Linked DNA regions of Mus musculus: region 1 is linked to region 2. A link is a contact called in public promoter capture Hi-C data. All regions are on one chromosome and are shown on one strand. Each heading gives the region's core, a stretch centred on a gene start, on an enhancer-like site or on the middle of the called end of the contact. The rest is flanking DNA. Distances are from core to core; before and after follow the strand shown. Region 1 overlaps Rprd2 (regulation of nuclear pre-mRNA domain containing 2). Region 2 holds the start of Golph3l (golgi phosphoprotein 3-like).

Region 1 (4,659 bases), core at 1,297-3,796, 200 kb before region 2:
GCATTTGAACCATTTTTAAAAATTTTTTTTGAAGTTCTTACCTTTGGATAATGGTTGCATTCATTTTTCGGATTTAGTAAGTCAACTCGTTTAGCAGATGTTTAGAGTCTACTTTTCTCTTGACTGTTGAGCTAATTTATGAGCTGCACTTGTGCTGCACAGCAAATGTTCTTGAGTGACTCTTGGTGGACTGGTGACTGTTTTTCTCTTTCATCTGTGGTTTATTTTTTTTTTTAATATTTATTTATTTATTATATGTAAATACACTGTAGCTGTCTTCAGACACTCCAGAAGAGGACATCAGATTTTTGTTACGGATGGTTGTGAGCCACCATGTGGTTGCTGGGATTTGAACTCAGGACCTTTGGAAGAGCAGTCGGCACTCTTAACCTCTGAGCCATCTCACCAGCTCCTCATCTGTGGTTTATATGTGTGCATGCTTTCACATGTGTGGGGAACACGTCTGGTGCTTTACTCTGTTACTCTCATTCTTCCCCGAGATACTCTCTCTCTGAAACTGGGGCTTGTCTTTCCCAGAAGCCATTTTCCCTGCAAGCTCCTGGGATCCACATGTCTGTGCCCTGTAACACTGGACTGGGTTACCTAAGCACCCCCAGCTTTCCAGTGGATCAGTGAAATCAGACTCGGGTCCACATGCTGCTGCAGCAAGCACAGTGCCCGCTAGGACCTCTCTCTGGGAAGGAGGAAGGAGGGAGGGAGGGGTGTGGAGGTCAGAGAATGATTTGGTGCCTTTTTCTCCCGCCATGCAAGGAGTTGTTAACTTGGCATCCAGAGCCTTTACCCAGTGAACTATCTTGATGACACCTGGTAGCAGCACTTTACTACTTTTAATTTTGGTTGAATATTGTTCCCCTTTTCAATGTATATAAAAATCAACTTACTAAGGACTTAGTTTTTCAACCATTACATAAGTGACACTAAAGTTGAAAATACCTGAAATTGTTTGTTAATTACAACACCCATAATATTTATTTATTTATTTATTTATTTATTCATTCATTTATTCATTCACTTTTTTTTTTTTTTTTTTTTTTTTGAGGTAGGGTCTCTATGTACCTCTGTCTGTCCTGGAACTCACTCTGTAGACCATGCTGACCTTGAACTCACAGATCCATTTGAGTCTCTGCCTCCTAAGTGTTAGAATTAAAGGCATGTGCCAACACACTCAGCTTTTTTTTTAAAGTCTTGTTAAAATGTGAGAATATATAATGTAATAGTATTTCATTCATCAGTAAACAGTTAAATATTTTGATTCTTGGAACACCAACTTAGGAAGAATTGTCTTTGTCTTTGTAAAGATAATTCTTGTTTTTCAATTTCTTTATTAGTATTTCTGTATGGCCCCAGATTTCTTTCTGTTTAATTGCCTTTGTCCTTGGCCACTTAAAACATTCATTCATTCATTCATTCATTCATTCGTGTGTGTGTGTGTGTGTGTGTGTGTGTGTGTGTGTGTGTGTGTGACACAAGGGTTTTCTTTGTAGCCCTGGCTGTTCTGGAACTCACTCTGTATGTAGGACAGACCTGCTTCAAACTCAGAGATGCCCCACAAGTGGTGGGACTAAAGGCATGCCCCACCACTGTCAGGCCAAAGTGTTGTTGTTTTTAATGTATATGGGTATTTTGCTTGTATGTTTGTCTCTGGGCCTTATTTGTGTCTACAAAAGCCAGAAAAGAACATTGGGTCTCCTGGGACTTTTGTGAGCTGGGAACTAATTTGGGTCCTCTAAAAGAACAACTGATGCTTTTAACCAAGGAACCATCTTTCCAGCCCCCACTTATTTTTTTAAAAAAAAGATTTGTTTGTGTATCTACTGTGTGTAAGAGCCTAAATATGTGTGTTCCATACGCCTGCAGGTATCAGAGAGGCAGTAAGATGGAGGCTTTTATGTTGGTGTCTAACCACATCCACTTTGTGGGGCTTAAAGTTCTTGATGGGGTAAGACAGGGTGAAAACCAAATCAAATATAGCATATAGGGAAGTTATTCTTGAAGTTTGAAATTCAAACTCATGCTTGTAATCCAAGCATTTAGTTCAAACTTTAAAAATACTTTAAGAATATTACAAAGAGCTTGTATATACTTTTCCTCCTGTACCCCAGGATAACCTGAAACTTGGTATGTGTTACTAGAATGACTCTCAAGTCCTAATCCTCCTGCTTTTGTTCACTCCCCAGGCTGGGAATACAGGTGCCTACCCCCACACGGGCCTAGCAAGGTGTTTTATTTGTTTATTTGATGGTTGGGGCTGGGGCTGCTGCTGCTGCTGCTGCTGCTGCTGCTGCTGGTCTGTCTTTGTTTTGTTTGAAACTTGAGTTGTTCACTCTTTTGGGCTTCCACTGAGCGAGTCAGGATGCCTCTAGGTAATGGGATGGGGATGCTGCACATGTTCTTTAGAGAAGATAATTCTCATTTAATGCTACTTTGTGTATAAAATAGCATGTATGCTTATGTCCCAAGAGTGAGAGATCTGTGTCATAGAGTCCTGGGTGGTACATTGTGAAATACCTCTTAGAGCAAGTGAGAGAAGGCACTGCTGAAGGAGGAGCTGTTACAGAATGGGCTCATTCGTAGGACATTAGTCCCCTTCTTGTGTACTTTTCCTTTAGTAGAATCTAACAGCAGAATTAGAGGTACAGCAGACTGTGGCAGCACATACCTGTAAACTCAGTACTTGGAAGGTGGGGTCAGGTTGTTCTGGGGATCAGGAATTTGAGGCCACCTTGGGCTTTTCAAGACCCTGCCTCAGAAACAGAACAGAACTCCGGAGGTAGAGGCAGACAGATCCCCAGAGTTGGAAGGTAGTCTGGTCTACACAGCAAATCCCAGGCCCTACATAGTGTGAGACCCTGTGCTCAAGACACCATGACCAAGGAAATTCTTTCTTATAAAAGAAAACATTTAGTTAAGAGTTTGCTTACAGTGTCAGAAGCTTTTGTCCACTATTGTCATGGCAGAGAACATGGTGACAGGCAGGAGTGGTGGTAAAGTAGCCAAGAGTTACATCGTGATCAGCAGACAGAGAGACCCGCACACACAGAAACAGAGAAACTGGGCCTAGTATAGGATTTTGAAGAACTTTTGAGACCTCAAAGCCCACCTACTGTGACACACTTCCAAATCCTTCTAATCCTATCAAAGAGTTCCACTCCCTGGTGACTAAGTGTTCAGATCTATGAGCCTATAAGGGCCATTCTCATTCAAATCTGCACACCTTGTCTCAACACAAATTAAAACAAAAATCAGACAAGAAGGTTCTAGAGAGGTGGTACACATTGTTGATGTATTTGCATCCATGATGTATACACACATTGTATGTATACATGCATGCCAAGCACACATAAGGAAAAATAATAAATGTAATTTTAAAAAACAAAAGAAAGGTACAGGAAAAGCATTCATTTAGACTCATCCAGACTTAGGGTTTTGTACTAGAAAGCTAAATTAGGTAGAAAAGGAAAAGAAAATGAGGGTTTTGGTAAGAGTAATTTAAATAATGTATCAAATGCAGTGGAATTCTTAGAAATAAATGAATTCTGAAGGAGATGGAGGAGGTAGAGAGCATGGACTGCTGTCTGAGGTTGTAGAATGGTAGAATGGGAATGGGTGAGTGTGGTCAGAGACAGGGCTGTGTGAGCAGATCCTAGAAGGCAATGAGTGTGAGGTGAGGAGCCTGAGTGACTGTAGAACTTGGGTCGTCCAGGTGAATGTTAGAATTGCCCAGCATTTTAACAGTGAACCTTAGGTGGGTTGAGTCTTTGAAAAGCTTAGCCTTCGTGTAAACCTGGAATCAAATTATGCCCAGAACATTCAGATATTTCAAATAGCTTCAGCCAGCAAATGGAGGCACTTAAATGTTTTGTGAGAAGTGTCTGGATTGGTTGATCTAAGGATCTGTATATGGAATACTATTAAACATGATTTGCAGTTATTTTCTGGTTTGAGGTCAGTGTTGTACAAGATTAGTTTTCTTCTAATCTTGCTATTTGTACAAGTTCGTTCAACTCTTTCTCCTTTTCTTTTTTCTTCCCTTCCCTTCCCTTCCTCTTTCTTTCTCTCTCTCTCTCTCTCTTTCTTTCTTTCTTTCTTTGTCTCCACAAATATTTGGGGAAACTATTTTATTTTGGTTTAATTAATTAATTAATTAATTGTACAATCCAGATTGTATCCCCCTCCTGGCCCACCCTCTAACTGTCCCCCATCCCTACCTCCCTATCTCCATGAGGATGTCCCTATCCTCACTCTCCACCCCACAAGACCTTCCCATTCTCTGGACCTCCAGTCTCTTGAGGGTTAGGTTCATCTTCGCTGACTGAACCCAGGCCTGGCAGTCCTCTGCTGTATGTGTGTTGAGGTCCTCATATCCGCTACTGTATGATGCCCGGTTGGTGGTTCAGGGTCTGAGAGATCTCAGGGGTCCAGGTAAATTGAGCCTGCAAGGTCACCCTCCTCCTCAGCTTCTTCCATCTTTTCCCTAATTCAACTACAAGGGTCAGCAGCTTCTGTCTATTGGTTGGGTGTAAATATCTGCATCTGACTCTTTCAGCTGCTTGTTAGGTCTTTTGAAGGGCAGTCATGGTAGGTCCCTTTTTGTGAGCACTCTATAGCCTCAGTCATAGTATCAGGTCTTGGGGCCTC
Region 2 (4,242 bases), core at 36-2,535:
TAAGCATTACACTTGTCTAAGTCATCTGTGATAAAGCTTAAAGTTAGCACAGTTCATACAAATGTAAATGTATTTTATTTTTCGTTTGTTTAGAACGAAACAAAACAGGGTTGCTCTGTGTAAATGTCCTAGCTATCTTGGAATTCATTATGTAGACCAGGCTGGCCTTGAACTTAGAGATCCACCTGCCTCTGCTCCCCAAGTGCTGGAATTAGAGGTGTGTCACCACTGCCTGGTATAAATGTCAATTTTTATGATTAAAAGCAAGTCAAAAACTATCAGCAATTATATATCTTTGAGGTCAAAAGAATAATATTTAAAATGTGCTATGGTTGTGCCTAGTTCAACAATTTTATCTTGCTTTCTTTCTGCCTCTGATCCTTGTGATCTTGGAGTTTTCTTCCTTTTCCTTTCCTCCCTAAATACTGTCTGTCCAGTCTTTGAAGGCCTACTAAAGACAAGTGAGGCCTTAAGGTGAATTCTATCTCTCCACTATGCATATATTAAACACTTAGAAATGGATTTTTCTTCAGTTGTATGTAAACAGAAATTTATACTTAAGCCCTTTAAAATGTTTATTATAGTCCCTCTTTTGTTATGGCTGTCTGTTACATTAAACTTCTCCAGGGCTGAAATATTGTCATCTTTTAATTTTTATATTCTCCATAGCAACTAGCACAATATCTTTAACGTTTTAACTGCTCAAATAAATATATACTCATTAAACAGCACCAGAAATACACACCAAGAGTCTTACAAACAATTCTTCATACAAGCGTATATTTCAAATATAATTTTCAGGGGAAGTAAGAAGAGTGAAGGAACAGAACACAGAACAATGCCTTAGGGTGCCAATTCCATTTGGCATTATTTCCAAACCCAATCCAAGAAACTTTAACACCCCGGGGAGAATGGGGGCAATTTTCTTTGAGGAATTCATCATTTCCCTGTGGCCACTTATTAGTTAAAATACCCTACTTGAAAACATGATGAGCAACAACAAATAAGTAAAAACCACCCTTTCTCTCTAAAGTAAAATACTGACCAGCTCTGTTGGATGTTAAGAAGTGTTATATTTGCTCACCTGACGTTGCTCCTGAGCTGCAGTGGGACGTAGGCTGCAGTTCGCGCTCTCGTTTTGGAGGGCACCTGTTTCCCGTACCCTAGGCGGGTTCCAGTAGGTGAAAAACTTCTCAGCCACACAGAGAGTACAAACTTCCTGATCCTTCGTTGCAGAGAGGGAATAACACATCAGCTTCCTCAGGATCACTAGGCAACCTACCTTGGTGTTTCTTCATTGGGCCAATCAGAAACCCCCAAGTTTGACTCTAGCCAATCGGAGCTTACGAGGGGAGGTCCTCCGGGCTATTGTGTTGCGATCCAGACAAACATCACCAAAAGGAGGCAGGTTTGGGTTCAACCTGACAGCTGGTCTGTCCAATGAAGGAACCTCGGTGGCTGCGAGGAAAAGGCTGCATCCCACCCCGATGAAATTACCCAATCAAAGTATTCTGTGAGATAGCACAGTGCTGCCAATCACGAAAGGATTCTGTTGGCCAATTTCAGTGTAGCAGGTGTTTTTCTGTAGCTGTCTGTATTGGCACTGCTGGTTAAGAAATGTTGGCATCCAAGCAATAAGGCTAAGAGTAAACTCTGAGCTTAACTTTGCCTCTAGAAAAACGTAATCTGACTCGGTTTGTGCTGTTTATACTGAACAGCATGGGTACTATTACACACATAACAGCTCTAGAGGGATGTTATCCCACTTTGATAATCCTGTAGCTACTGTACAGTTTGGAATATGGCTGCTAAAATTACAAGACGGAAACAGATCAAGTTTTTAGGTCTTCCTTTTCTGAAGCAAAGGAAGCAAATAGCTTGGGTGGGGCTAGGTTCCAGGTCTCTCAGCAAAACAATTGTTCACACTACCACTCAAAAGTTCTAAAATGTGTCCACCTCGCGAAAGATATACTTACTTAAATTCTCTCAAAATTAATAGCTGAACACTTTCTGTTAATTAAATAACTAGAAGCCCTGAAAGACCCTGCACACTGAGCATCTTAGTCATGGTATTAAGATGCCGGTCTTTTTTTTATTGGCCATTGCTTTTATCATTTTTGCTCTAAATACATATTTAAAAGTTGTTAATAGGGCTGGTGAGATGGCTCAGCGGTTAAGAGTGCCGACTGCTCTTCCAAAGGTCATGAGTTCAAATCCCAGCAACCACATGGTGGCTCATAACCATCTGTAATGAAATCTGATGCCCTCTTCTGGTGTGTCTGAAGACAGCTACAGTGTACTTACATATAATAAATAAATAAATATTAAAAAAAAAAAGTTGTTAATAACACACTATATCAAAATAGCAAACATTGTTTTAATAGCACCAAGTAAATGGTACAGTTTTAACATAAGTAAAAAGTGTATCCTTACAGAATTTTAAAGTCAGAATAAACACTTCAAAAATGGTTTTAGAGGGCCTTAAAACTTAACACATTTAAAAAAAAAGCTTTCTTTAAAATAGAAGGCAGGTTGTATTCAGTGGATATGAGCAGAATCAATGACATTTGTATTTTTGTTTAGTCAAAAGTTCCCTTGGATTTATCTCAGGTAAACACAATATAATAGCTAAAACTTTTATTAGTTTAATAACTATGAACTACAAAATAATTTTCAGAGGTACAGAAGGCACACCTTCAAATAATACAGCATATTAGTTTAAATGTTGAGAACTGCAAATTTGCATAAGAAAAATAATTTTTAGGTATGTTCCTTTGGTTCACTAACTCTCCTTTTCTTCAGCACTGACTCTTGACTAGATTCCAAGACGTGAAGGACCTGTTAAAAGAAAACAACTACGTAAGAGACTTTAATTTTTTGGGGGTGGGGTTCAAGACAGGGTTTCTCTATATAGCCCTGGCTGTCCTGGAACTCACTTTGTAGACCAGGCTGGCCTCGAACTCAAAAATCCGCCTGCCTCTGCCTCCCAAGTGCTGGGATTAAAGGCGTGAGCCACCACGCTCGGTGAGACTTTAATTTTTTTACAGTTTAAAATTAAAAAAAATGTGTGTATATGTTTGTTTCCCTGTGTGTGGGTAGAGTACATGAATGCAGGTTCCCTTAGATGCCAGAGTGTGGCACTTGATTCTCTAAAGCTGGGATAGAAGGGAGTTGTGAGCTGCCAGATGAGTGTGTTGGGAACAAAACTCTAGTCCTCTGTTAGAGCAGTAGGTGTTCTTAATAACACCTTTCCAGGCCCCCAATTACAAATTTCTTAATATTTATTTGTGGTGTGTTGTGTGTGAAAATACAAGTATGCAGGTCAGAAGACACTTATAGCAGTTGGGTCTCTCCTCTTGTTATGTGGGGTCCTGTAGATCAAATTTAGGTACCAGAGGGCAAAATGCTTTTAATGCTGGAGTATTTCACTGGCCAAAGATTTTCTAGTTTAAATATCTCTTAACTGAGGGCCCTCCCCCTGCTCACAATAAAAATAGTATGCTACAGTAAAATTTCTTTGTTTTTGAGACAGAGTCTCACATGATCTAGAATTGCTTCCTATGCACTATGTATAGCAAAGGTTGGCTTTGAACTTCTCATCTCTCATTGTACACTCAGTGCTGGGATCATGGGAATGTGCTCCTACATATGGTTTGGTGTGGTGGTGAAAGTCTAGTAACACAGGGTTCTATGCATGCTAAGCAGGCACTCTACTGACTGAATGACATCTCCAGCCCAGCATAGGTATTTTCTACTAAGATATGCTACCTGGGATAATTTTATTTATTTGTTTGTTTGTTTGTTTGTTTTTGTTTTTGTTTTTGTTTTTTGAGACAGGGTTTCTCTGTGTAGCCCTGGCTGTCCTGGAACTCACTCTGTAGACCAGGCTGGCCTCAAACTCAGAAATTTGCCTGGGATAATTTTAAAGTAGAGTATAATTTATTGTTGACATACAACTTATCTAAAAGTATATCCTCACAAAAGGTAAGATATTTGAGTTGTTTTAGATAGAAGAAAAATAATTGTAAGATTATATCACTGAAATAGTAAAATAAAAATTGGAGAAATGAAAAGGAAATAAAGATTTTAATCAAAAAACAGGAAAACATTTTACTTTGGGCCATGTGAGATTTAAATCTCTTTTAAGGTAGGGTAGCTCATGCCTATACTTGCAGCAGTTTGGTAGGCAGAAGCATTACGATCACAAGTTCATGCAGCCTCGGCTATATGGTTCCACCAATG

What was found. Promoter capture Hi-C pulls out the DNA fragments that hold promoters and counts their contacts.
Region 1: a contact with region 2 is called in a promoter capture Hi-C map of the HPC-7 cell line. The contact joins the enhancer-like site here to the promoter of Golph3l in region 2. A contact is called at or near these places in 12 of 39 promoter capture datasets (the C10 cell line, the HPC-7 cell line, cranial neural crest and 8 more), 1 of 15 datasets of contacts at CTCF or cohesin (the NIH/3T3 cell line), 3 of 484 Hi-C or Micro-C datasets (the HPC-5 cell line, bone marrow-derived macrophages and embryonic stem cells), 2 of 115 datasets of contacts at active chromatin or transcription factors (both in embryonic stem cells) and 3 of 9 other capture datasets (adipose tissue, liver and pancreatic islet).

Annotation. Positions count from the first base shown.
Region 1 is chr3:95,791,753-95,796,411 of GRCm38.p6, reverse strand. All of the region lies in intron 1 of Rprd2 (regulation of nuclear pre-mRNA domain containing 2), which reads left to right. Among named protein-coding and RNA genes, the nearest start is that of Gm26361, 2.8 kb to the left of the region's middle. Within about 2 kb of position 2,546, at least 5 of the 459 cell types and tissues checked have an H3K27ac peak or open chromatin away from gene starts, as enhancers often do.
Region 2 is chr3:95,585,977-95,590,218 of GRCm38.p6, reverse strand. It overlaps Golph3l (golgi phosphoprotein 3-like), which reads right to left and starts at 1,285. Exons shown (of 5, transcript NM_146133.3): 1 at 1,085-1,285. The coding sequence starts at 1,252. It overlaps Hormad1 (HORMA domain containing 1), which reads right to left. Exons shown (of 15, transcript NM_001289532.1): 15 at 2,359-2,838. The coding sequence ends at 2,761. It overlaps Gm40097 (a long non-coding RNA gene), which reads left to right and starts at 1,402. Exons shown (of 3, transcript XR_867468.2): 1 at 1,402-1,574; 2 at 2,803-2,859.